Linked DNA regions of Mus musculus: regions 2 and 3 are each linked to region 1. The links are chromatin contacts, called in public Hi-C maps. All regions are on one chromosome and are shown on one strand. The core of a region is the stretch at or near the end of the contact, and the rest is flanking DNA. Distances in the headings are between cores, read along the strand shown. Region 1 overlaps Exoc4 (exocyst complex component 4). Region 2 has its middle 3.0 kb from the start of Gm32533. Region 3 overlaps Exoc4 (exocyst complex component 4).

Region 1 (3,393 bases), core at 581-3,080:
ACAGGCAAAATACTAACCACGCTCATTTATTTACCCATTCAACAAAATTAAGATCGTATTACAAAGAAACAACAGTATCTATATATTTAACCTTGATAGTTCTGAAAATTAATAAAATAATGGAGTACTGTTCACGGAAATGGATATCCACAGAGTACATAAGACTTAACTGATTCAATAGAGGCAGAAAGGACTAGACAGTAGAACTTAACAAGAAAGGGTTTACAATGAGTACTCCTGCTAGCAGCCTGACCATTCAGAATAACTGGAATCAAAAAAACATCTCATGAGCAAATTTATATATGCTACACAGTCCATGGATAGTGACTCACACACTTGATACTATAGAATGTTTTCTGTTCGCATATTCATTGGATGAGAACCATCTTGGTTCTCTCTCTTTGCAATTTACCTCACAGTAGTTGAGCAACTTAAAAACATAAAAAGCTCCTATGAGACAAATATAAGTAGCTAAATAGGATGATCTACAACCAAACCGCATAGGAGGGGGAAAGAAGACAGATGGCATGAAAAGCAGAAAAAGTCAGATTAAAAAAATAGAAGCCTGGGGGGTTAGTTCTGAAATTATGCATGCCTCTCTGTAGCTGAAAGGAGCCTTGGGCCTACTATACATCACTCACAAAGGGAAATATGGGAAAGCTCAGCAGAAGCATCACTACCAAGTTCAAGACGGTGCCCATCAATGACTAAGGTTTCTGGATGTTTTCATGGTGTTTGTGTGTGCTGCGCAAATGTGTGTGCATGTGTGTCTGCATCTCTCTTGGTTTCTGGGTTTTGTATTTCTGTGTTTGTTTTTTATTTTAGTTTGATTGCCTTTTCATATTTTGCCTTTTTTTTTTCTAAACAGAAAGAAAGAAGTTGTACATTTGGATGGAAAGACAGTGGGCAAAATCTGAGGGAGAAGAAATCTGAATTTATTGTATGTCCAGGCAGTGATGGCACATGCCTTTAATCCCTCAGATGCAGAGACAGGTAGATCATTCTGATTTACAGACCAGCCAGATCTACAGAGTTAGGTCCAGAAGAGCCAGGGCCACAGAGGAAAACCCTGACTCAAAACATAAGCAAACGAAAAAGAATATATTGTGCGGGGAAAAAAAGTTAAATAAAATAATATATAATAAAATAGAAAAATCTGAAGGTTCTCGGTATATTGCAACAAAAAGACTGAACAAGATAAATGCACATGATACAATTTTCCATCAGAACTTGTGTTCTAATGTTTATGCTTAAAAGATAAAATTCTCTCTTGTGGAAATCTGAGATAAGCTGAAAATGTGAATCTAAAACAGTATTTTAATTGAAAAGAACTGGGCATTACCAATCATCTTTTAAAGAAAATACAACATAGGAATTTACTCAAAATAAGTCTCACGCAAACAGAGACAGTGAGACAGTGAGAGACAGAGAGAAAGACAGCATGACATATCAGGATAATGATAAAGATTGACTGCAATGGCAAAGAGCCAGATGGATCTGTCCATGATCTCACAAGAGACCTGGCACAGGAGGGAAGGAAAATGGTTCTAACAAGCTGGATCTTTGAAGCAACATCAATGGTACATTGTTTTTCTGTTTTGTTTTGTTTTGTTTTTGGTTTGAAGTGTTTTGTTTTGTTTTGTTTATTTTATTCTGTAGTGACTCTAAGTAAATGTTGCAGGTTGTTCCTCTGCCTCCCTCTCTAGCAAACTGCCCCTGCAGTCATTGTACAATCTAAAGCATTTGCAAAATGATTTGGGAGGGAAGCTTTGCAATTTGCAATTACAGAAGAGGAAATATACCATGAATGCCAGAGGGGGGAGCTCAGAGCAAAGGGAAAGATCACAAGGAAATGGGCAAGAAAGAGATATGCTGAGAACAGGCCGAGCTTGCACAAAGTATCCTTTTCTTTTTCCAGTATTCTCTTCTGAAATATGTATTACAATACCCGCTGAACAATACCCCACCCCAGCTGAAAGAAAAGTAAATGGAAGTACTGCTGAGGGTAAGCAGTTTAAGCGATGGCCAGGTTTCTGAGTTCTTTGCTTTAGGGAAGTCTCTGGCACCCTGGCCTTTCCTTTCCAATCAGTTTTGATTGCGAATGAGACCACACAGTAGGATTGGCAGCTAATGATGCTGAAGGCACAGTGAAAGAATTAGCCCAAGACAATCATTATTTTTAAAAAGGTGCTTGGCCTCCTCCAGCTTCCTTTATATGTTTACTTCTAAAAAAAACAAAATGGAATTTTAATAGGCTCTTTTCATAATTGAGGCTGTGTGGATTCACTTCCCTTGTTACCACTAAGAAAATATAACTATTTTATCCAAGGGGGAGGGAAGCACTACCATAATCTCCTATAACAATTGCCAGTGACAGGCTTGGGGAATCAGCTAATGAAGACCAAAACCCTCTTCCAAATCTGTACTGTTCTCATCCCTTGTGAGAGATTTCCGTTCTCAATAGGGCCTATTTTGATGCTGGTTTTGTGATGCATTGGTGCTTTGAAACAGTAAAGACCTTGATTTTACATGGAAAGACAATGCTCCAAAATCAGGACCCAGGGAACAACCTTTACACCACCATCATCCTGTATCCCTTAGCTACAGCCACAACATTAGTGAGTATAAACTACCCTATGCTGGGCAGAATACAACAACAATCTGGTTGTCTAGAATTCAGCTGCAGGGCAGGCTCAGCTGTACTTGGTAAAAAGCTACAGGTCAGCTCCAGCACTGGTCACTCATCTCCATCAATTAGCAACTATTTACGAGCATGCTCACTCAGGACAACTGATAGAAGTACAAAGCACAAGGCCATAGCATAAACACACTTCTAGCTTCTGCTGCAGCAAATCTGTTAACATGTCATTGGTCATGGAAAGGCACATGTCCAAACCCAAAGTAAGGAACAAGGACTCATAAGGCTCCATGGAAAATAAAAGAGAGATATGGACCTGAGTTAGAAAATAAGCATGTGCTGAATATACTACAGTCTCAGACACAGCACTACAGGGGTGTCTACTGGCTTACACTCACAGCCTGACACTAATGATATTCTAAGGAATTCTATCGTCACTACACCAACAGGGATGGGGGAAAATGTCTGTATAAATTTGCCCATTATAACACCACTAGAAAATAGAAATTAAGTAAGAAAAATGATTGTAAATTATGATCATGTTAAAGTCATGAAAACAAAGGACAACTAATTACAAAATCAGAGTGATCAGAATAACTATATAATCTACTGTTTGGTTCTATGTATTTCCTAAACTGTCTGCTTTAAAACAGCACAATATTTTATGCAATATAAGTTTTGCATACGAACAACCACTAGACAGAAGAATTACAAATAGATGAGAAGAAACATTGTGTCAAGGGTTCCAATTTGGA
Region 2 (3,393 bases), core at 646-3,145, 790 kb before region 1:
GCTCTGTAGGAAAAATCAAGTCAGGGAGCAAGATGGGTTACGTGGTTCCGACTCTGCTCAGCCTCTCATACTGGGGGCGGGGGAAGAATGTTCCTTAGCTTTGTTTTATACATAAATATGTATATGTATATAATGTATATGTATATAAAATAAAATATACAATATATGTGGTATATGGGGTATATATTGTATATATAATGTAATGTTATTTATATGTATATATACACACACACATATATCCTATATATACCATATATACCATATATCCAATATATCTCATATGGCCAGGGCAGACTAATAAATGCAACCACAGTGCAAAATATCTGGCATGGTCCAAGCATGGGAGTGCTGTTCAACACATGTCAGCTTTAAGAATTTTGACATATAATAAAGGAATGAATGTGCTAGCACAGGGAGATACTGGGTGTGGTGTGCCAGGCACAGGTTTGGGCATAAGAAGTGCACCCCAAATTACTGGTACTTACTACCAAATGGGAGAGACTATCCATAAGAACTAATTAAAAGAATTGGGTTGGGCCTGGAGAAACAACTTGTTGGTTAACATCATCTGTGGCTCTAGCAGAGGTCCAGGTTCTGTTCCCAGCACCCACACAACAGCTCACAATTGCCTCCCATTTCAATTCCAGGAGATCTGCTGCCCTCTTCTGGTGTCTATAAGCACTGCATGGTACACTTACATGCAGAGAAACTCTCATATATATTTAAAATAAAAATGAATAAAGTTTTTTTTTTAAGACTATCAATGTCATTTTTAAGAAATCAGAGCAGGCTGACTTCAGGTGCTCAGGAAAGACCTTCCCCGAGGAAGGAACATAGTAAGCACAGAATTAAAAGAAAGAAGAAGCCCAGTCTTCCCAGCCAAGATGGCGCTGTCACAAAAGGAACCCAGCATGGCTTGAGAGCAGTTTGTCCAAGAAAGAGCAGGAGGTGGGGACCAGCCCACAAGCTGGAGTGCATTGAGGAGTCTTGCCAGATTCCTGGGTGACAGTCTCAGCCATGATGAGGCCAGGGGCCGCTTGGGCCAGCAGTTAGAACTGTCATGAATGTAGCCACTGGAATCAAACAGATCTGGGTTTTCGAAAGTTTCACAACCTGCTGCCAGGTTTGGAAAGCTGCTGATCCCTGTAAGCCTCACCGTCTCCATCCATAAACTCGATAGTGCATGAACAATCCCTCCCGAGGGGGTGTAAGCTGTGCAGAAGGGCCAGAACAAGGGCTTACACCTCTGCCAGCATTACTAAAGCCAATGGTGGCATGCTCTGGGCCATTCTTATGCCTTTCAATAAACGTGCATTAATTTCTTACACTGTAATGTACATCCCTCTATTTCCTATGCTTGGGCTGGCCACATAGCCAGACTTTTCGTGAGATTTGCAGACATACAAAATAGCAGTAACTTTTTCACCAGACTTACAACTCAATTCAGAAGGCAGGAGCTGAAAGGGAAACAAAATATGCCTTTGAATTTCCAGCCTGCCTGTCAAGAAAGATTATCACTAAAGCTATAGACACACGCCATGGAGACCTCTGCCCCTCACTTATTTTGAAGTTCCGTCTTACGTGCTCAGGCTGCAGAGAGATAGAAAGGACGATGGCCAGAGGCCAAGAGGATAAACATAATAAACACAGCAATAGCGTGAGACATGACAAAAATAAAAGGTACAGAGAGGGTTAGAAGAACTTAATGATGGAACCTAGGAATCTATCCGTTCCCTGCGTTTGCTTGGTTAGAGATGAATTCACAATACAGATGTTTATGTGTGAGCATCTCAGTTAGGCATTATGATGGGAGCTGAGCACACACAGGGGCAGAATGTCATCCTTGCTCTCATGGAGAGAGCATTAGCTGTGCTGAGAAAACTGGTAAATGCTAGGCTGGGATTGCATACCAGACACTAGAGGGCAGTGGTGGAGCATGAATGGGTCACCATCCAGCAGTGCAGGCTTCCTGGAAGAATGGGGGCTTGTGGTCTGGGGTGCTTGGTTGAATAGCCTAGTAAGGACCACCCCACTAATAACGGATGCCCAAAACTGCCCGAGGTGAGTACGCAACATACTCAGCTGTGCTCAGTGTACTGAATATTCGCTCAAACAGGTGAGGGTGTGGGTGTTTTCACTCAGGGTGATTTCAGTACAATGAATTTCAGTTCTAAAATAGATTTATGATCGGGAAACTCTTCCTCAGTTAGCATGAGCTCGTTGCTAGTGGCATTCAATCTTTAAAGAATCATTTTGATGGTATATAATCGCAATTTTATGGTATATAGTGTGTTATATTTTGTTGTGCACAAGTATTAAACTATTGCTTTGTTGTTGTTTTTTATATTTTCTAAAGATTTATTTTATTATTTTGTATATATGGGTGGTTTTCCAGAAGTCACAGAGCTGGGCCTTGAACCTGCAAGAACAGTAAGAGCTCTTAATCACTGAGCCAACTCTCCAGCTCCAAGACTAATTTTTTTTTCTTTTTGAGATAGGCTTTCTCTACGTGGCTCAGGCTGTCTTCAGACTCAAAGAGATCCTCCTGCCTCTGCCTGCTGAGTGCTGGGGTCAAAGGCAGCTGCCACCACTCCTGTCTTGGGTAAAGTATCTACTCCCTTACACTTGGCCTTGAGAATCTTTGAAAGTTATTGCTGGCCTGGGAAGATGGCTCTGTGGGCAGAGTGTTTACCATGCCTGTATGACGACCTGAGTTCCAATGTCCAGAACCCATGGAAAAAAACAGACAAGGTAGCACACATTCCCAGCATCCTCCTACTGAGGGATGAGAGACAGAGTAAGACTCCACCAAAACTCAGGCCAGCTAGCCAGGCCTGCAGAGCGGGAACAAGAGACTGTGTTTCAAGCAAGGTGGAATCCAGGCACCTGGAGCTGGCCACTGACCTCCACAAGTATGCCGCGGTACATGTGTGCACTCACACACACCATATGCCCACACATGTATACACACAGACACACACACATACGGGGGTGAGGGGAAGAGGGAGAGGGAGAAGGGCAGGGAGAGAGGAGAGAGAATTAATGCTATTAACACTTGTGAGGAACACAAACATAGGTGAGGTGATTAACTTCGCTTAGCTTTACCGCTAACAAATGGCTTGCTGTCTCCCTGCTGTAATAAAACACGGGACTCTATCTCTAGGTGGAGGAGTGACCTTTTCTCCAGTTAATCTAACAAGGCAGAAACGCCCCCTAGGTGGGAGGGTTCCTCTGAGGATAACATAGATTTTCTTCCCAGAATTTTTGCCACACTAGGGGCAACCCTGTGAGCCCCTGTGAGGTTCCTGTGGGTCTGCACCCCACTCCCATCCCCACTTCCCCCACCCCACCCATCTCGTCTGTCTTTTTCTTTCGGATGCTGGTCAGAGCCCA
Region 3 (3,393 bases), core at 412-2,911, 520 kb before region 1:
AAACTTAACCATGTGGCAGGCCTCAGACTAGTTTAAACAGAATAGCTGAGTTATCAGCTAGCAGAAACAAGCCAAAGGGTCTAGGCATTTATTCATATATAAGAAGTCTCAGAGTCTTTATTTTGGGGAACTAGGGTGTGGGTGGGCTTCAGAACCACCTTGGGCCTCAGTCCTCAGGTGTCTCTAACTTCCTTTTGGACAGATGGAGCTTATTAAGTGAGGGGGATTGGACTTAGCCTCAGGAATTTACCTATCTCCTCTTCCCCAGTGCTGGGATTACAAGTGTGGGCTACCACACTCAGCTATTTTTATACGGGTTCTGGGGACTGAGCTCAGGTACTCCTGCCTCAGCCACTTATTGGATGAGCTGTCTCATTGGTCTGTGTTTCTGAATTTTAAACATGTTAGTTTCAACACTAAACTTTTATTTATAAAACAAGAAGGGGGTCAGCTTCCAGCTTCCAATTTTTCAGTAAGAATTCTACTAAAATCAATAAGTGATAGTTCTTGGAATTTTTACATAGAACAATGTAACCCAGTCCTTTCAGGCAGAAGAACAGCCTCACACGGAAGGCTAACTTAATTTCTTAAGCACGAGACCAAAGAGGCACCGAAGGATACATAAAGACAATCTGATGGGAGATCTTGGGCAAGTTATTTCTCATTTCTATTCCCTGGGATCTTCATTGCATAATAGCATCTGCCATCTATGGTATTCTCTGAGCAATGCCAGTGCCAGCAAATAAGCAACAGTGAACAGATCCATTGTCTGCCAGGAATTGGGAGGAACCCCAAGTTAGAAACTGACTGTATGCTATCACGACAAGAAGGAAATCTTATTTAACTAAGGCCTTCACACGTGAGGCATGTCTCGGAGAACTCAGACCTTAATTAGAGGCAGGCATTTTTCTGGGGAGATTATGAGTTCTCATTGTTTTCAGGCGCTCTGGAGGCTATGCAGGCTGGTGAGGCATGCTCACCTGCATCCAAAAAGCCCCAATTAAACCATTAATTAGAGACCAATTAGTTTCTGCAATGTATGAGATCTACTCTAAGTATAATAAACTTAAGAGAGGCAAGACCAGAAGAAAACGGTATAGGCAGAAATGGGTAGCAAAGTCAAAAGAAGGTTAAATTCAAGAAAAGTAACATTATTTAAATAATGTAATAGACGGTCCTTAAGAAAACACTCTTGGATATCAAATTATACTCATTTTTGTTTTATCACTGACTTTTATTAACAGGTACCTTTTTTTTATATCAGGCAGTAAAAGCTATAAAACCCATCACTTGCCTGTTTTTCCTGGCTGCCAGGAGTCAGAGCTAGCTTTATTATCACCGCTGAATTAAAGCTCCTTCTCAGAGCTTCTAGAGGTCATCATTATTAAAAGAATGTTTGGCAGAAGACTGGCCTCATGTGACCACAAATCCAAACAGAAACTGGTCAGATGAAGCCCTTTAAAGCGAAGCTTGCAAAAAAGGTTGGGATTGGAAGGGCAGACATGACTGGTGGCAGGATAAAGCTGGTTTCAAAATGACTGCGGAAACAGATGCAGGGAATATTTTGTTTCTGGCCGAGCAAAGGAGTCTGCAAGGGGAAGCAGTCAGTGTTCAGCCCAGGCACTGAAGTCTTCAGTCACAGGTCTGTCCTGACAGCTGTGGGTGCTTCCAGTAGGTGGCAGCACGGCATCGCTAATCCTATAGCAAGCTATGCCCCGGTCACTCCAGGAAAACTTAACCTTTTTGCAAAAAACCAAAACAATGTCCCTCTGCAATAAGCCTGTAGAAGATAAGTATACACAACAGCCCCCAAGGGAGGAATTCGACATTCTCAGTCATGGCCGAGGGCATTCCTAGACTTAGCAAAGTACAAAGGTCAAGGATGAAGCAGGGGTCCCACTTAGCACGTTTAGTTTCTGGGCTGGGCTCCTGGTACCTCGAGGAAGAATCTGGGTAGGCGAGCTCACGTGGGATGTGGGTGACTTAAAAAGAGACATGGCTTTCATTCATCCTGAAGGAGGCTGATCTGTGCACTGACAGGGGAAGTAGCATTTCTACTCAGGTAGCAGCATGGCTGTGTGCTCTGTGCTCTGCTGGCTTTATGCATCACCATCTTACTGCCCTTGGCCTATGGACCCTTCCTTTCCGAGGTTGGATGGCTCCATGCTGACGCTTCCCCAGGTCTGTTTGTTTACTCCCACCCTTTCTGTTAAGCTTCCTGTTGTGTCTTAGACACATCTGCTCTGAAGTCCCACAGGCATCTTACACATATCCTCACACTGTAGCCCAGTCCTCCCCGTTCCCCTACCTTACTTGCTGATTCTGTGTGTAGATGCTCCAGGGTCATCCTTAACTCCCGTTCCTCTGCCTCTGACATTCAACCATTACTTAAGTTGAGCTGGTTTTTAAACTCCGTCTTACTTCCCATATCTGTTTTTATTCCTGCTAGCTCTGAGCAGAATCATGACCACACCTTCAGCAATCACTTTACAACTGAGAACATTTACAACTGAGGTCCTACTCAGTTGGGGCTACTGCAGTGAATGCTATAAAAAGAGCCCTTGCCTATGGAGGTCCCATTCTATTGTGGGTAGACAAGGTGAACAATCAGATATAAAATAGGTTAGGTATATGATAACAGGAGATAAGTGAGGGCAAGGGAAATGATGAAGGGGATGTTTCGAGTTATAGGCAAGAAAGTGGCACCCACAGCTTACCACAGGGGATCTCACTTCCCCCAGACCTCATCTTTCAGGGTCCCTCACTTTCTGCTTGAATGGCTCTTCCCCAACTCTGGATAAATCCACTTAGTATTTAAATTATGCATCACTTCCTTACAAATTCTTCCTTGATTGTTCACCTCTCAGGATGATTAGGGAAATGTGAAAATGCGTAGGATATTTCCTTGACAAAGTTCTCTATTAATGTGGTATAAAACTTGAGCTACTCATTTTCTATGACAAATCATTTGGGACTTTTAAAGCTTTAAAGCTCAACATAAAAAAAACTTACTGCAATATAATTCAGCTACCATACAATTTCCATATTTGAAGTATAGAGTTCAAGATCATTTAATATATCCAGAGTTGTACAGCCATCTGCAAAATCTATTTTAGAACATGTTACTCATTCCCAAAAGAAATCCTGAGTCCACATCTTCATTTTCTCACAAGCTCCAAACAGTAAGTAACTGCTAGCTCTGAAGATTTGCCAATTTTTGATATTTCGCACAGAGTCACATACAATGTAGCCATTCATGGCCAGCTTCTTTAATTTAGCCTCATGTGTAAAGGTTCATCATATATTAAATTTCATATTATGGCCACATAATATCTATTGTATGTATTCACATTTCATTCACCCATCAGTTAACACTGTTATAAAATTTGGGTA

Evidence for each region. A called contact is a pair of places that touch in the nucleus more often than the background predicts.
Region 2: a contact with region 1 is called in a Hi-C map of cortical neurons, with 6 times the contacts expected there. The contact joins two enhancer-like sites. A contact is called at or near these places in 5 of 484 Hi-C or Micro-C datasets (the N1E-115 cell line, adipose-derived mesenchymal stem cells, cerebral cortex and 1 more) and 2 of 115 datasets of contacts at active chromatin or transcription factors (astrocytes and embryonic stem cells).
Region 3: a Hi-C map of cortical neurons shows a contact between it and region 1, with 3 times the contacts expected there. The contact joins two enhancer-like sites. A contact is called at or near these places in 1 of 39 promoter capture datasets (the C10 cell line), 1 of 15 datasets of contacts at CTCF or cohesin (pro-B cells), 25 of 484 Hi-C or Micro-C datasets (3T3-L1-derived adipocytes, the C10 cell line, the G1E-ER4 cell line and 14 more) and 2 of 115 datasets of contacts at active chromatin or transcription factors (astrocytes and microglia).

What each region holds. Positions count from the first base shown.
Region 1 is chr6:33,404,203-33,407,595 of GRCm38.p6, reverse strand. All of the region lies in intron 7 of Exoc4 (exocyst complex component 4), which reads right to left. Among named protein-coding and RNA genes, the nearest start is that of Gm38785, 37 kb to the left of the region's middle. Within about 2 kb of position 1,830, at least 9 of the 459 cell types and tissues checked have an H3K27ac peak or open chromatin away from gene starts, as enhancers often do. A contact at or near this core is called in cortical neurons and forebrain, where this site is marked.
Region 2 is chr6:34,192,448-34,195,840 of GRCm38.p6, reverse strand. No RefSeq gene overlaps it. Among named protein-coding and RNA genes, the nearest start is that of Gm32533, 3.0 kb to the left of the region's middle. Within about 2 kb of position 1,895, at least 25 of the 459 cell types and tissues checked have an H3K27ac peak or open chromatin away from gene starts, as enhancers often do. A contact at or near this core is called in cortical neurons, where this site is marked.
Region 3 is chr6:33,928,194-33,931,586 of GRCm38.p6, reverse strand. All of the region lies in intron 17 of Exoc4 (exocyst complex component 4), which reads right to left. Among named protein-coding and RNA genes, the nearest start is that of Gm13853, 63 kb to the left of the region's middle. Within about 2 kb of position 1,661, at least 48 of the 459 cell types and tissues checked have an H3K27ac peak or open chromatin away from gene starts, as enhancers often do. A contact at or near this core is called in cortical neurons and forebrain, where this site is marked.